Linked DNA regions of Gossypium hirsutum: region 2 is linked to region 1. A link is a contact called in public Hi-C data. All regions are on one chromosome and are shown on one strand. Each heading gives the region's core, a stretch centred on a gene start, on an enhancer-like site or on the middle of the called end of the contact. The rest is flanking DNA. Distances are from core to core; before and after follow the strand shown.

What was found. A called contact is a pair of places that touch in the nucleus more often than the background predicts.
Region 2: a contact with region 1 is called in a Hi-C map of leaf, with 1.9 times the contacts expected there. The contact joins the promoter of LOC107963595 here to the promoter of LOC107898581 in region 1. A contact is called at or near these places in 5 of 34 Hi-C or Micro-C datasets (callus, fibers and leaf).

What each region holds. Positions count from the first base shown.
Region 1 is chrA11:47,111,729-47,118,427 of Gossypium_hirsutum_v2.1, reverse strand. It overlaps LOC107898581 (annexin D2), which reads right to left and starts at 4,119. Exons shown (of 5, transcript XM_016824087.2): 1 at 3,762-4,119; 2 at 2,924-3,069; 3 at 2,513-2,731; 4 at 2,206-2,418; 5 at 1,428-1,913. The coding sequence starts at 3,837. The coding sequence ends at 1,617. It overlaps LOC107898573 (a long non-coding RNA gene), which reads right to left. Exons shown (of 2, transcript XR_001684450.2): 2 at 6,633-6,699.
Region 2 is chrA11:47,259,860-47,266,290 of Gossypium_hirsutum_v2.1, reverse strand. LOC107963595 (dirigent protein 22) reads left to right here and starts at 4,531. Exons shown (of 1, transcript XM_016900045.2): 1 at 4,531-5,201. The coding sequence starts at 4,573. The coding sequence ends at 5,142. LOC121209875 reads left to right here and starts at 2,985. Exons shown (of 2, transcript XM_041081732.1): 1 at 2,985-3,175; 2 at 3,307-3,725. The coding sequence starts at 3,121. The coding sequence ends at 3,584.

The sequences.
Region 1 (6,699 bases), core at 2,870-5,369:
CCCCTCAAAAAAAAAAAAAAAAACTCTCAAAAGTTGTTCTCTTATCTTATTCAACAAATACAAAGTAGGCTCTTCCAATCTAGTAGTATAAACACAAATGAATTAAATATTCATTGTCTGAAACTAACTTTATTAATTAAGATCAAGTCTCTAAATCTTTTGGATTAATTCTTCTAATAAATACATCTTTAAATTCATTTTTTTTTAAATCAAATCTCAATGACTTTTAAAGTTAATGGCATCCATCCAAGATTAACTCTAAAATCAACGGTTAAGGTTGTAGGAAGAAGAGCAAAAATTAAAAAAGAGAAAGACAGACCAAAGAGCCAAGGGGAAATAGAATATAGGGTAGGAAAAAATCATAAATATGGTGTGATTTATGGGCCTATAATCTATACCTATAAGATCCAAAAATCTTCCTCATGCTGACACATGGTACACATTCACCATGCTACCTTTTTCGTTACATTTTACAAAAATTGTTAATTTTTCAGTTATCATTGTACTTTAATTTCTAACATAATTTTGTATTTATATTCTCATATTGTTATTAATTAATTTAATATTTTTATAATATAATTAATTATTTCAAATAATTAATACCATTAACTTTTCAATAAAATGTTATGTGATTATATATAATTTGAAAGTAAATTTAAAATTTTAAAAATTAGAGGAACTAAATTTTTAAAAATAAAAATAGGATGCCTAAATTACAATTGTACGAAGTATGAATACTTAAAGTCATGGTTGTTTGAACCGATTGAGTATCAATCTAAAGAGTGGCATTAAACCAATTGACCCGCAAACTAGTATGGGCCAATTGAACCAAGCTTAAAAGCTTATTGAACTACCTTTTTGTTTTTAAAATATTTTTTAATGATTTATTCAATTGAACCATATGAATAAGTAGCCTTACCAATTCGACTACCGGTCCAGTTCTGAGAATCTTACTTAGAATATATTTTAATTTTTAAAATTTTATTCTATAATTTGATATAAACAAATAATCAACTCAACCCAGAGCATTAATTGATAGACCATACTATTTTATTTATTAAAGTTATTTTATTTAAATAAGGTAAATCTTAGAATAAAATTTAATTTACCTTAAAATAGAATAATAAAATAATATATTATTATAATTACTTAGTATTTTATTATTTATTATTATTTTTAAACACCCATTTATTTATAATAAAAATTATTATATATTTATACATAAAAAAATTTTCAATTGTCCGTATCCGTGTTCATGCTTCAAAAATCGCATCATGTAACGTTTGACAACCATCCTAAATTATTACCATAACACATCTTTTTCTTTTTCCTTGAAGTGCTCACTTTATCCCTTTTTCTTTTTCTTTTTCTTTTTTTTAAAAATTAGTTCGACTAACTCGACATTAACATATCTGATACTAATCAAGTACCGCAGCAATACCTAACTCTCGTATTATTGGGAAATATATCTACAAACACATCATCTTGAACGTTCTAACACGGAAGCAGCGGCATACAAAAGCCATGTTCACACAACCCACAACCAAACAAACATAACTCACACCTCAAATTGCAAATTAAATTTTCATACCAACAACTCAACATAGGAAAGCAGCTCAGACGTCTCCAGCTCCAATCAACGCAAGCAGCATTTTCTCATAGTCTCCAGAGGTATCTCCAGCAATCGCTTTTTCCAGGGTCACACTGTTTCTTCGCTGATATTCCTCCTTAATACGTACCATGTCTACCTCCGCCCGAGTGGCGACCACTCTAGTAAGAGCCCATTCATCTGTTCCCAGCTTATTGATTGCTTGACGTAGCACCTTCTCAAAATATTTCTCAGGCACAGTCAGGCACTTGATTGCAGCTCTCAGCAATTTCAGGAATTCGTCTTCGGGGTCGGCCTTCAAATCCTGCAAACCAGTAATTCATTATCGGTTTGAATTAATATATGCCATATAATTGTACTCTGCAACTTGCAACTCTATTCTGCCAATACATAGTGACATTGAATTAGACCATGGCATCTGCTTATGCTCAGCTACTTGTTAAAAAGAGTCTTCCTTCGGAGTTTCCTTTACTGCCACTGTTATGGGGTTAAAAGGATATGATGAACAACCCTGTCTTCACATTATTGCAAGGAGGCTGATAAATGATACAAATTTAAACTTTAATGCAATTTCAGAAGAAAACCAAAATATATACCTTGTTGATAGCATTCCCAAATGCAGTATTGTAATGATTCAGAGTAGCATTTAACTGTGCCTTACTCCGTGTTGTTACAATCCTGATGACCTCCTCATCACTGTACTGCTTGTCTGAGATCTTCTCTCGAAGTATCTTTGCCTCCGACCTTGCCAGTGTCATGTTCACCTCCTCTCCCTGGTATCGGAATGCACTAACAAGTGGATCCAAAAGCTGCACCAGCATTTAATCAGTTAACATGTCAAAGAAAAAAATAAAAGGGGGGAAAAACCCGAATTGCACATGGCAAAGAAACTTAAGACCGAACCTTGCGGTAGCCTCCCTTGGTATGGTGTGCAACATCTTCTTCAAGGGATTTCTTGTAAAGATCGTGATACGCCTTCCTCACATTGAACAGTTCATGTGAAGACCTAGTGCAAGCAATTTCCATGAGAACCCAATGGCTTGATGTGAACCTCTTTGTAGCTTCATGAGCCAGAAATGCATCACGCTCTGCAGGGTCCAAAGTAAACAGCACCACAGCTCGCTGTCGAGTTTCAAAAGGGGAACAAAAGTACCCAAGTCAAAATAATCATACTCATCTCACTTTCTAGTGAACTACAAAGACTGCACGCCAAAGCCAAACATCATCATACTTATTCCATATTAGATAACTCGGCCATGTAAAATGTTGTGATATCATCAACCAGATTAAGAAAAATGAAAGTCAAAACCTCACCTCAAAGTCACTTGAAAGTTCCTCATCCAAAGACTTAAGGAGATCTTCCCCATAAGCTTCACGATAAGTTTTACGAATCAAATTGCGCTGAGCTGCATTCCTGTGAGCCAATATGTCGATAATCAATTGCTCATTTGTACCCCATCCTGCAAAACACCAGCAAAAATTAATGTGAGTAATCAATTTTTACACCCAAAATAGCACAAATCTAAACATTATTTCATACCCATAAATGATGGTCTTGCAGCAAACAAAAGCTAGATTACTATACAAGATCCCAATGATTTGTTTCGCAAAGGTGAATCTGATGAAACTAGGAATATAATCCAAGTCCCAAGTACCCTTCTAACCTTACTTCAAATCAAGCCAAAATTCATTCAGAAATGTTTGGTTCAACAATCCCCTTCCCATGTAATCCCAAAATTACAATGGTCATTCAAAGTGCAGAGATGGTGATAAAATACAGTCAGTTTAAGAAAACAACAGTTATCAGATCAGATCAGAAAATACATTATCAGAGTTCAGTCAAATTTCATTCTTAGAATTTTTTTAAAAAAAAAAAGATCCCTTTGAATAAGAAGAAAAAAAAAACCCTTTAGTCTCATCAAATCACATCACCTACTTCCAGAAATCATAACACAAAAGACAGATAACAAAACATGAAAGATGAAACCAGGAAAGAAGAGAGCCGATCAGTCAAAGTAAATAAAACCCATGATCCAAAACAATGTATCAGGTCAACAACAACAAATCAAGTAAAAGGGAGCATCTTCACTTTTTAAAAGAAAAAAAAAGAGAGACGGATCAAATATCCATTTTAGAAAAGATAAAGAAAGACCTTCAAAAGCTTTACGAAGTTGCTCAGCATCCTCAGAAGGGGCAGGTACATGAGCTGGAACCTTAAGGGTTGCCATTTTCACTGTATTTTTTCTTTTCTTTTTTGTGAAGAATAGCAGACGATGGTGATGAGGAAAATTGGCTAAGGTACTTTATATAGTGCATAGAAAATAATTTTATTGGCAAAAAATAAAGTACTAATCACATGGAAATTTCCGCCATTCTTTTCAACTTTCATCACTTTTGAGGCAATAATACGTAACGACAGAACAAGATATTATTGTAATAGAGCGATGGTTCTTACCTGTGATCATAAAACAGTAGACGTGTTGGAGGATTGTTGGGTGTTAAAGCCAAACTGCTCACGTTTTCAAACGTTCACATCTGATAATGTAATCGTCACCAAACTTCATTTAAATTCTAAATTTTAAAATATTTCAATCTAATCCTCAATTTAGGTGTTTAATAGCAATTCGAATATAATGTCAAACATACTTAAAATACGTTTGAGTTAAATTGTAAAGTATATGTACCCATCACATGAATAGCATGAATCTAATATATTAAAGTAGACAACATCAACAAAATTTAAGAGAGCTATTTTTTCTTTAACATGTAAATTCTAAATTATTCATCTAATAGGTATATACTTGCTAACAATTTTATCATATGTATGCTCCATGTTGAGTTTAAGATGATATTAAATGACAAACTTAATGAAAGGGAATTTTTGTAATATTAATATTTTTAAAATTTAATTAAAATATTTTAAAAACTAGATCATAGATTAAACTCTTTAAAATTCTAAACATTTCTATACAACTCACTATATAAGAATAATTAACTTATTAAGTAAACTATTAAAACAGTTATTTTTGTTTCTTTAAATTATATTTTTATTATTTATATTTAAAATGTTACGTTTTAGTCATTTACATTAACGTGTTGTAACATTTTAGACACTAAACCGTTAATTATCATTAACGGTGTAACGGTAAGCTGATGTGGCACTTTAAATCATCATTTCAAACAAAAATTTTAAGTTAAATTAAACAATTGATTCCCATATATTTTTTTTGTTTTTGAGCACAAAAAATTATTTTATGTTTTTTATTTTTCATTCTCTTCTGCTTCTCCTTCTATTTTCCTCCATTCTTCATCTCCTTTAACATAAAAGGAAAAAAATTAAATTGCTCAAAACGGAAAAAATATAAAGACCAATTGTATAATTTAACCTAAAATTTTCGTTTCAAATGATAATTTAATGTGCCACCTCAGCTTATTGTTACACTGTTAACGGAAATTAATGCTCGATGACTAAAATGTTACAACACAATAACGTAAATGACTAAAATATAATATTTCAAATATAAATAACTAAAATATAACATGAGAGAAATAAAAATGATTATTTTAATAATTTACCCAACGCATTTATTGTCTTTAATAAAAATAAAAGAAAAATGTTAGTCAACATCCGGATTTGTGTTTAAGAATCAATTTAAAAATTAGTCTTTTTATTTTTCAATTTTCAAAATTAAGGTCTAATATTAACATTGTTAAATTATTTTGGTTAAATTTGTTGATGACATTTTAAAATTAAAAAAAATCACTTTGTAGCAATATAATTAAAAGAATGACGTTGTAATGAATTTAAATAATTTTAACAATTATCTTAAATTTTGAAATCTAAAAAGTAAAAAGACTAAATTCTTAGAAATAAAAGTATAATGATTAAATTCTAAACTTATAAAAAACACAAGAACTTATGACATATTTTAACCTTTAAAAATATCATTATTTTTTTAATTCTACAAATAAAATTTAAAAAATATAATATAAATCTTTTATATTAAATGAAAATGGGAAAATTTTAATTTCGTGAATTGTATAATGATTAAAATTTATAAAATAATATATCAATATATTATTATTTTTAGTAAAATAAAACTTTGATGTTTAAATCACATAAATATTAGAATTTTAATTGAATGATTTGAATGAAATCCTAATTTAGATGCTAGATACAGTACACTTATTCGTCAATCGAATGTTTGGTGTAATAATAAACATTTTATTAACATATTATTTTTTTTATACAATACTAAAAATCGAAGATGGGGATCAGCTCATGTATTTTAAATATTATTATTCCTTTGCTACTTCATCTTCCTATACTTACTCCCCTCCATTAGTCATTTGTGAAATGGTTAGCAGCGTGGCCCATGTGCTACATCATCTACAAACAGGACAACTGGTTCTGGTAGCTGAAACCCTTTTTCTTTTTAGTTATTAATTAAATGGATTAATTATATTTTAATCCTTCAACTTACCCACTTTTTTTTCATTTTCTTCTGGAAAATGTTATTTTTTTTATATTTTAAGTAAAAATATTCAATTTCCTTTACTTAAATCAACTTGAAATTGTTAACCAAGTTGATGATAGTATCTTGTAATATTAGTAATCTTATACTCTAAGCATATATAAAGTATAAAGAATTTAAATAGAAAATTATTTATAACTTAGGCTCCGTTTGTTTGCTAGTAAAATATTTTTCGAAAAATGATTTCTGGAAAATGATTTACTTTTCTGAAAATGATTTATTTTTCTGGTGTTTGGATGAATCTGTGTAAAATATTTTCTGTTGTTTGGTAAATTTCCTAAAAATATTTTCTGGAAAAGCTATTTTTACATTATTAATTAATAAATTTATATTTTAAATTATTTTTACATATATTGCAATGATTTATTTATAAATAAATAAATCAAATTAAATATATAATAATACTTAATTATTAAGCTAGAATATTGACTGTCATAAATTGAAATCAACCAAAGTTTGGAGAGTAACACGATGATTGGAGAGTAAAATGTTAAATTGTTTAAAACATATAAAAAATAGAACTGGTTCAACGATTACCACCCTAAAATGAAAAAT
Region 2 (6,431 bases), core at 3,282-5,781, 150 kb before region 1:
ACACATTCATATTCACATATTTTAGACAATAAATATCATATTCAAATAATTTGGTGACTCGGTTTAGGGGTCCCAAAACCGCTTTCCGACTAGGGTCACTTTAGGGGTGTCACAATAAATCCCAAATTAAAAATCACATGCCACAGTTCAAATAAAACAATACAGCTTCCAAATAATACAAAAATTATAAATAGTAAGCCTAAAATACTTTTATAAAACTAAATCGAGTCTAGCCTTTCGATTGTCGAGTCGGCGTCCTAACCTTGTGGGTTATCTGTAAAGATGGAAATTAAAGGGGTGAGCTTAAAAAGCTCAGTGTGTGTCCAATCACAAGCAATCAGTGCAAAACAATAGATGAAGCATACATTATAATAGTTCTTAGAACAACCACATTTGTATAGCAAATCAAAATTCAACAGTTCATTTGAGCATGTTTTTGAATGTCAATGCAATGCAAGTATAACAAGAAAATTCCTACCCATACTCCGCTACATTCTACTGTAAGAGTTCCTTAGAACTCTTCCATCCCAACACTTTGTTTTGCGGATGAACCACTAATAATGTACAGATAAACTGCCAGTAAAAATTGCGGATGAACTACCAGTATTTTCAATTAAAAAGTTTGTAGATAATATGCCAATAGGTTGTGGATGAACAACTAGTTTTTGCAGGTCATTAAACTACCAATATTTCCTCCTTTTAATCGTCTCACCCCCATGCAATACAATATGACATGCTTGTATTAAAGGAGGAAGTTCTACTTGCGATTTATCCGCATATCTACTAGCAATTCATCTGCAAATCTACTGGCGATTCATCCGTAAAATATTATTTTGGTGTGTACGGATAGACGAGTTCTGGGGAACTCGTAACACCCTATCTCGGCCGGGTAGCTAAGCCCAAATATCAGGATGCCACACTACTGTCTCATGTCATCCTAATAGTAAATTGTCACATTATTAAGAAATCATCTTCTTTATCAGTGATCTTATAAATTTTTAGTCAAACATATATCAACCATCATTAAAACATGCCAAACATACTTTAAATAACCTTAAAATAATAATTAAACATGCATTAGGATCACTTAACAAAATTTTCAAGAAAACCATATAGGTATTGATACTAAAGTTTGCATCTTTTTGTCCATTGTTGATGATAGGTAAGTATTTTGAAATGCAAACTAAAGTGGAAAAATGGATTGAGGAGGTAAGTGATAACTGAAGTATATAAAATTGTAGATATTATATATATAATTTTATATATTTTTTACTTTTATTTATTTTTATAATTTTTTTATTTTTAATTTTTATATTTTTAAATATATTTAATGAAATATGTCAAATTTTGTCTTGCTGCATAATCTTAACATATTTTAAAAGAATTTTAAAAAATTCAAAATTCAAAAGATTTATTTAAAAAAAAAGTTATCCATGTCAATCACATGGATTACCATTATTGCCATATAGGCTATCAAATCAATGGGTTGTTTTTAATAGTTTGATCAAATTTTTCATTCAAAAAGTAATTCAATTAAAAGTTAAAAGTTAAAAGATTAAAGTGATAAAAAAATTTGAAAAACGTAATAAAATTTAAAATTCAAAATAAATCATAATAAAAAAAGGCAATTCAATTAAAATTTAAAATTCAAAATAAATCGTAACAATAGAAGGCTTTGAAAAACGCTCTCGATGTCTAGTGCTTCTCCTTCTCTTTCTCCGTCAGCCATGGTGGAGGATAAGGCTACTAGGAAGGTTCGTATAGATGTGACCAGTCTAGTATTGAGGAGGAGCAGGTAATGGTTATGGAGGATACGGAAACTCCCAAAGGACTTGAGGAAAAGCCTAATGAGAGACTGTTTTTCAAAGATATATTAGTTGGTTCTTTGAAATCATTGGGAAAGGTTGTGCAAGGAAGTGAGAAGAACCACTTGCAGTTACTGGAGAGTGATGTTTCCATTAGAACAGAAGATGGTTTACTTGTCGATAAGGTTCTCTGAGCGGGTTCACCAAGTTTTACACAAAAGTATGGCTAGAACTATTGTTGTCAAGTTATTGGGTCAGAAAATTGGAATTCAGACTCTGTCTAATAGAATTTATCGTCTCTAGAAACCCTCCACCCCCGTCAGTGTTATGGATTTAGAAAATGATTATTCTCTAGTGAAATTTCATTAGGAAGTAGATTATGTTAGGGCCCTTATGGAAGGACCATGGATGGTGTTTGGGCAATACCTAACGGTTTAACCATGGTCACAATATTTTTTTACTTCTTAGCCTTATCTGTCAAATGTGGTAGCTTGGACTCGTTTTCCGGTTATCCCGGGTTTCATGTACCGTAAGAGTATTTTAACAAAGATGGGTGAAATGGTAGTAAGTGTCATAAAACTGGATGATTAAATGGGTAGTGCACAAAGAAGCTGATTTGTTAGGATGGCTGTCATCCTGGACATTAATAAACCTATGATCTCTAAAATAAAAGTGGATGTGGACGTATTCAACGGGTTGAGTATGAATCACTTCCAAATGTTTGTTTTTCATGTGGATGCTACGGGCATTTGAAAGATATGTGTAATGCTGGATTGGGACAGGAAGAACAGAATGGTGAAGGAATACAATCTTCTGTGGTTATTGGAGAATCATCTTCAACAAATAGGGATGTTGAAAGTGGAAATTTTGCACCTTGGATGTTAGTTGATCGCCGGAGTAAGAGGACTGACCAGAAGTAGAATGTTGATCGGGAAGCGGGCGGATTCTTCGGGATCTAAATTCAATCTATTACAAATTTTAAGGAAAAATAATGAGAGAAATAGGGAATCTAATCCCATTAATTTTGCTAGCTTACAAGGAAAATAAATTTCCATGTATAATAATCCTTTGGGAGAGGATCTCCCATGCACAAAGCTGTTTTGAATTTGGGAGTGAATTTCTCCAGTTCGGGCTTGGGGCCTGTTTTGATTAATGGGTCTGGACTGAGCGTCAAAAATGGTGAAGTTGGTGTCCAAGCCGAGAAGCAATCCAAGACAATAGGCCCGAGTTTTTCTAGTCCTGTCTTGATGGAGACAGGTTCTTTTGCTGGGTCCTTGAATGAAGTCAGCCCTTTTGATGGTCTCCTCAAGCAAAGATGCGGGGGCACTCGAGTGATATTCTGTCGCAAGCGGTGGTGGAAGGAAATTCTGGTGTCTCTTCTGTTTCTTTAAAGCATTGTGGACGTCCCGTTTTGGTAGAAAAAGTAGGTGTTACTACCCTAAACCCAAATGACCACACAGTGGTTAAGTTTATTGAGAATAAAATCCCAATTCTACTACAGTTTCAGATGAAGTGGGTAACATTTTGAGGAAGTTGGAAAATCACCCTTCTGGGCGACACTCTTCGAAAATGGGTAAGAAGAAAAGTCTTAAAATTTCGACAAACCTGACGAAAGGAGAAGGGAGTAAATTTAAGTCTCGGGCACAGAATCGAATTCCTATAGCTAAAGCAGTGAATTTGGTGGTTAACAGACTTGATGATGGAGTTTCGAAAGAGGAGTTAGGCAGCAAGAATGAGGATAATTTTACAGTTAAAAATGTGTCCAATTTGGATGTTTGAAAAGGGATGGGTTCTTCTTTTATTTTTATATATTATGATGCCGAATTTATTTGTTTGGAACTGTCAAGGTTGCGCGAACCCGAAATTTGTGAGCGTCGTAAAAGATTATTTTTCTAAGTTTAGAGTTGATGTTGCTGCTTTCTTTGAGACTAATAATCATAATGCATGCAGCTCTGATCAGAATAACCAAGAAATTTGGTTCAGGCACTAACCAACCAACATAGATGTTGTCTCCTTAAATTATTTATTTTGATGCAATTCCTTCTAAAATTCCTAATGAATAATATGGCAAGACATTGTCTCCAAGCATCACCTGCAAACTTGAGATTGATGTTTGAAACAACATAGTGCATAATTAGCTATTTGAAAACAACAAAGACCATAATTAGCTATTAGTAAAAGGAGTATCGTTGCTTTTCCTCCGGGATATGTTATCGTAAAAGCATAAACATTCTTCAAAACACAGCAATCATGGGTAAATTCTTCTATACTATACTATACTAGAATTGCATTTTTAACTCTTCTACTGAAAATATGTACAAATTAGTCCATGCATGTTACATCGTTAAATTTTGGTGTTTATGTATAACATATAATTAGCTATTACTAAGGCCTTTTTGACCCTTTAGTCTTATTAATTTTAAAATTTTCTAATTTATTTCCAATAAAAGAGTTGGGTCAAATTGAATAAATGTGTAAAGATTGAGGGATAAATTTGTTATTATACCTTATATATAAACACAAAATTTTAACGGATGGTCTGTTCTGCTCACTTACCTTATGTACAAGGATTAATTTGTCCATTTTTTCAGTAGAGAGGCTAAAATGTAATTCATGGTATAGTAGATGAGGTTTTGTGATGCTTTTGCTGCAACCATGCTGCTACCTCCTATAAAAAGGCGAAATCTCCTTTTGATTGAAGAAAGAACATGACACTTTCCCATTGTGCAATCCTTAAAACAACCTCCTCATTCAAGAGCAATCCAAAATGGCCACTATCTTTTCGATTTACCTTCTCTTCACCCTCTATTACATTACCTTCTCAACCTTCTACAGCACTGTTAGTGGCATCTTTTGTGAGGAAATCAGTGAAGGTATAGCGATAAAGCGTGTAGAAAAGAGATCCCACCTCCACTTTTACTTCCATGTTGTCATTAGTGGGAAAAAACCCAGTGCTGTGAAAATTGCAGGGCCACCAAACAGCAGCGCCTATGGATTTGGAGCCACCATGATGATGGATGATGCATTGACAGAAGGGCCTGAAATCAGCTCAAAGCTGGTTGGAAGAGCTCAAGGGATGTATGCCCTTGCTGCACAAGAAGATGCTTCATTGCTAATGGTTATGAATTTAGCCTTCATTGAAGGAACTTACAATGGTAGCAGTATCAGTGTTGTTGGGAGGAATCCGGTTTTTGATGATGTGAGGGAAATGCCAATTGTTGGAGGTAGCGGGGTGTTTAGGTTTGGTAGGGGCTATGCATTGGCACATACAATTTGGTTTGATTATAATACTGGAGATGCTACTGTGGAGTACAATGTCTATGTAGCACATTATTAAGTTGAATTGACCATGTGACGTGAGCACTCATCTCTCATAGGTTATGTTTATTTGTTGCTTCTCCAATCTTTTATTGATTATTTATAAAATCAGAAAAGGTTGTTACATAATATATTCATTGTTGTTTTCTGCAAACTGTTGCCTGCCATCTTAATGCTTCCAGTTTCCGAAAATTTACATTTTTTTCTGGTAAAAAAACTTCAGTCCCTCTCAATTTTAGAATTAAGCAAATTGGTCTATTTAAAAAAAATTAAAGTAATTTAATCTCTATCAATTGTACATGATTTTAATTGGTATAATAATAAATTTAGCTATTAAAGTTTACACATTATGTCAATTTGGTCTTAATTTAACAAATTTATCTTGCAACAATTGTGTAAACATATAAATATTCAGGCTGAATTTGTTTATTTTTTTAGAATTAATGTTAAAATGACAAAATATATAAATATTGAAAGCTAAATTTGTTACTATACCAATCCAAATTATATACAATTGATGCAAGACATTAACACCGTGATTAATTATCTTTTGTTACTCAATTTCGGAATTGACAAGGATTAAATTACTTCAATTTTTTTGAGAGGGACTAATTTGCTCAATTTCAAAATTGAGAGTGACTAGAAGTTTTTTTTTAATTGGTACCATTGAAGATTTAAGCATGAAAAAGAATCTTGTCTTGATTAGAAGGGAAAGAAATCTATGTTAGTTAAACTCGAGTGCAAGTGTAATGTGGGTATGCATTCGATAGTGGTATGGTTAAATTTTTAAACATTTTCAATATATTTAGAGGATTTTTAAAGTTCATATTCTCATTATTTGCACCCTTAAGTTGAAGAAAAAAAATATTTGGAGGAATAAAGAAACAGTAATGCTGACACAATTTCTTTATGGCAGGCTTAATATTTGCAACCTCTCCAACCTGGCCTAGACGTTAGACTCGAATTCATGAGATTACATCGGCCACCGAAATAGCCTAGAAAAATCGCAATTTTACAAAACAATCATATTTAAACTTTCGTTATCTCTAGAAGAAAATTTTAATTAATTTCTAATTCAATCAATATTTCAAAATTTATTTATAATCTAGCAGCAGAAAAGTGATATTTTCATAATTTTAATAAAATCTCTATTTAACACATAATTAATTAAAATCTATATTTTAACATTTAAAAAAACAATTAAATGTCATGCATGTTATATAAAATCAAAACTCCTGCCACATTTTAGATTAAGGGATACATTTCCTAAGATAACAGAAATTTCAAATAATAAATCTAAAATATTTC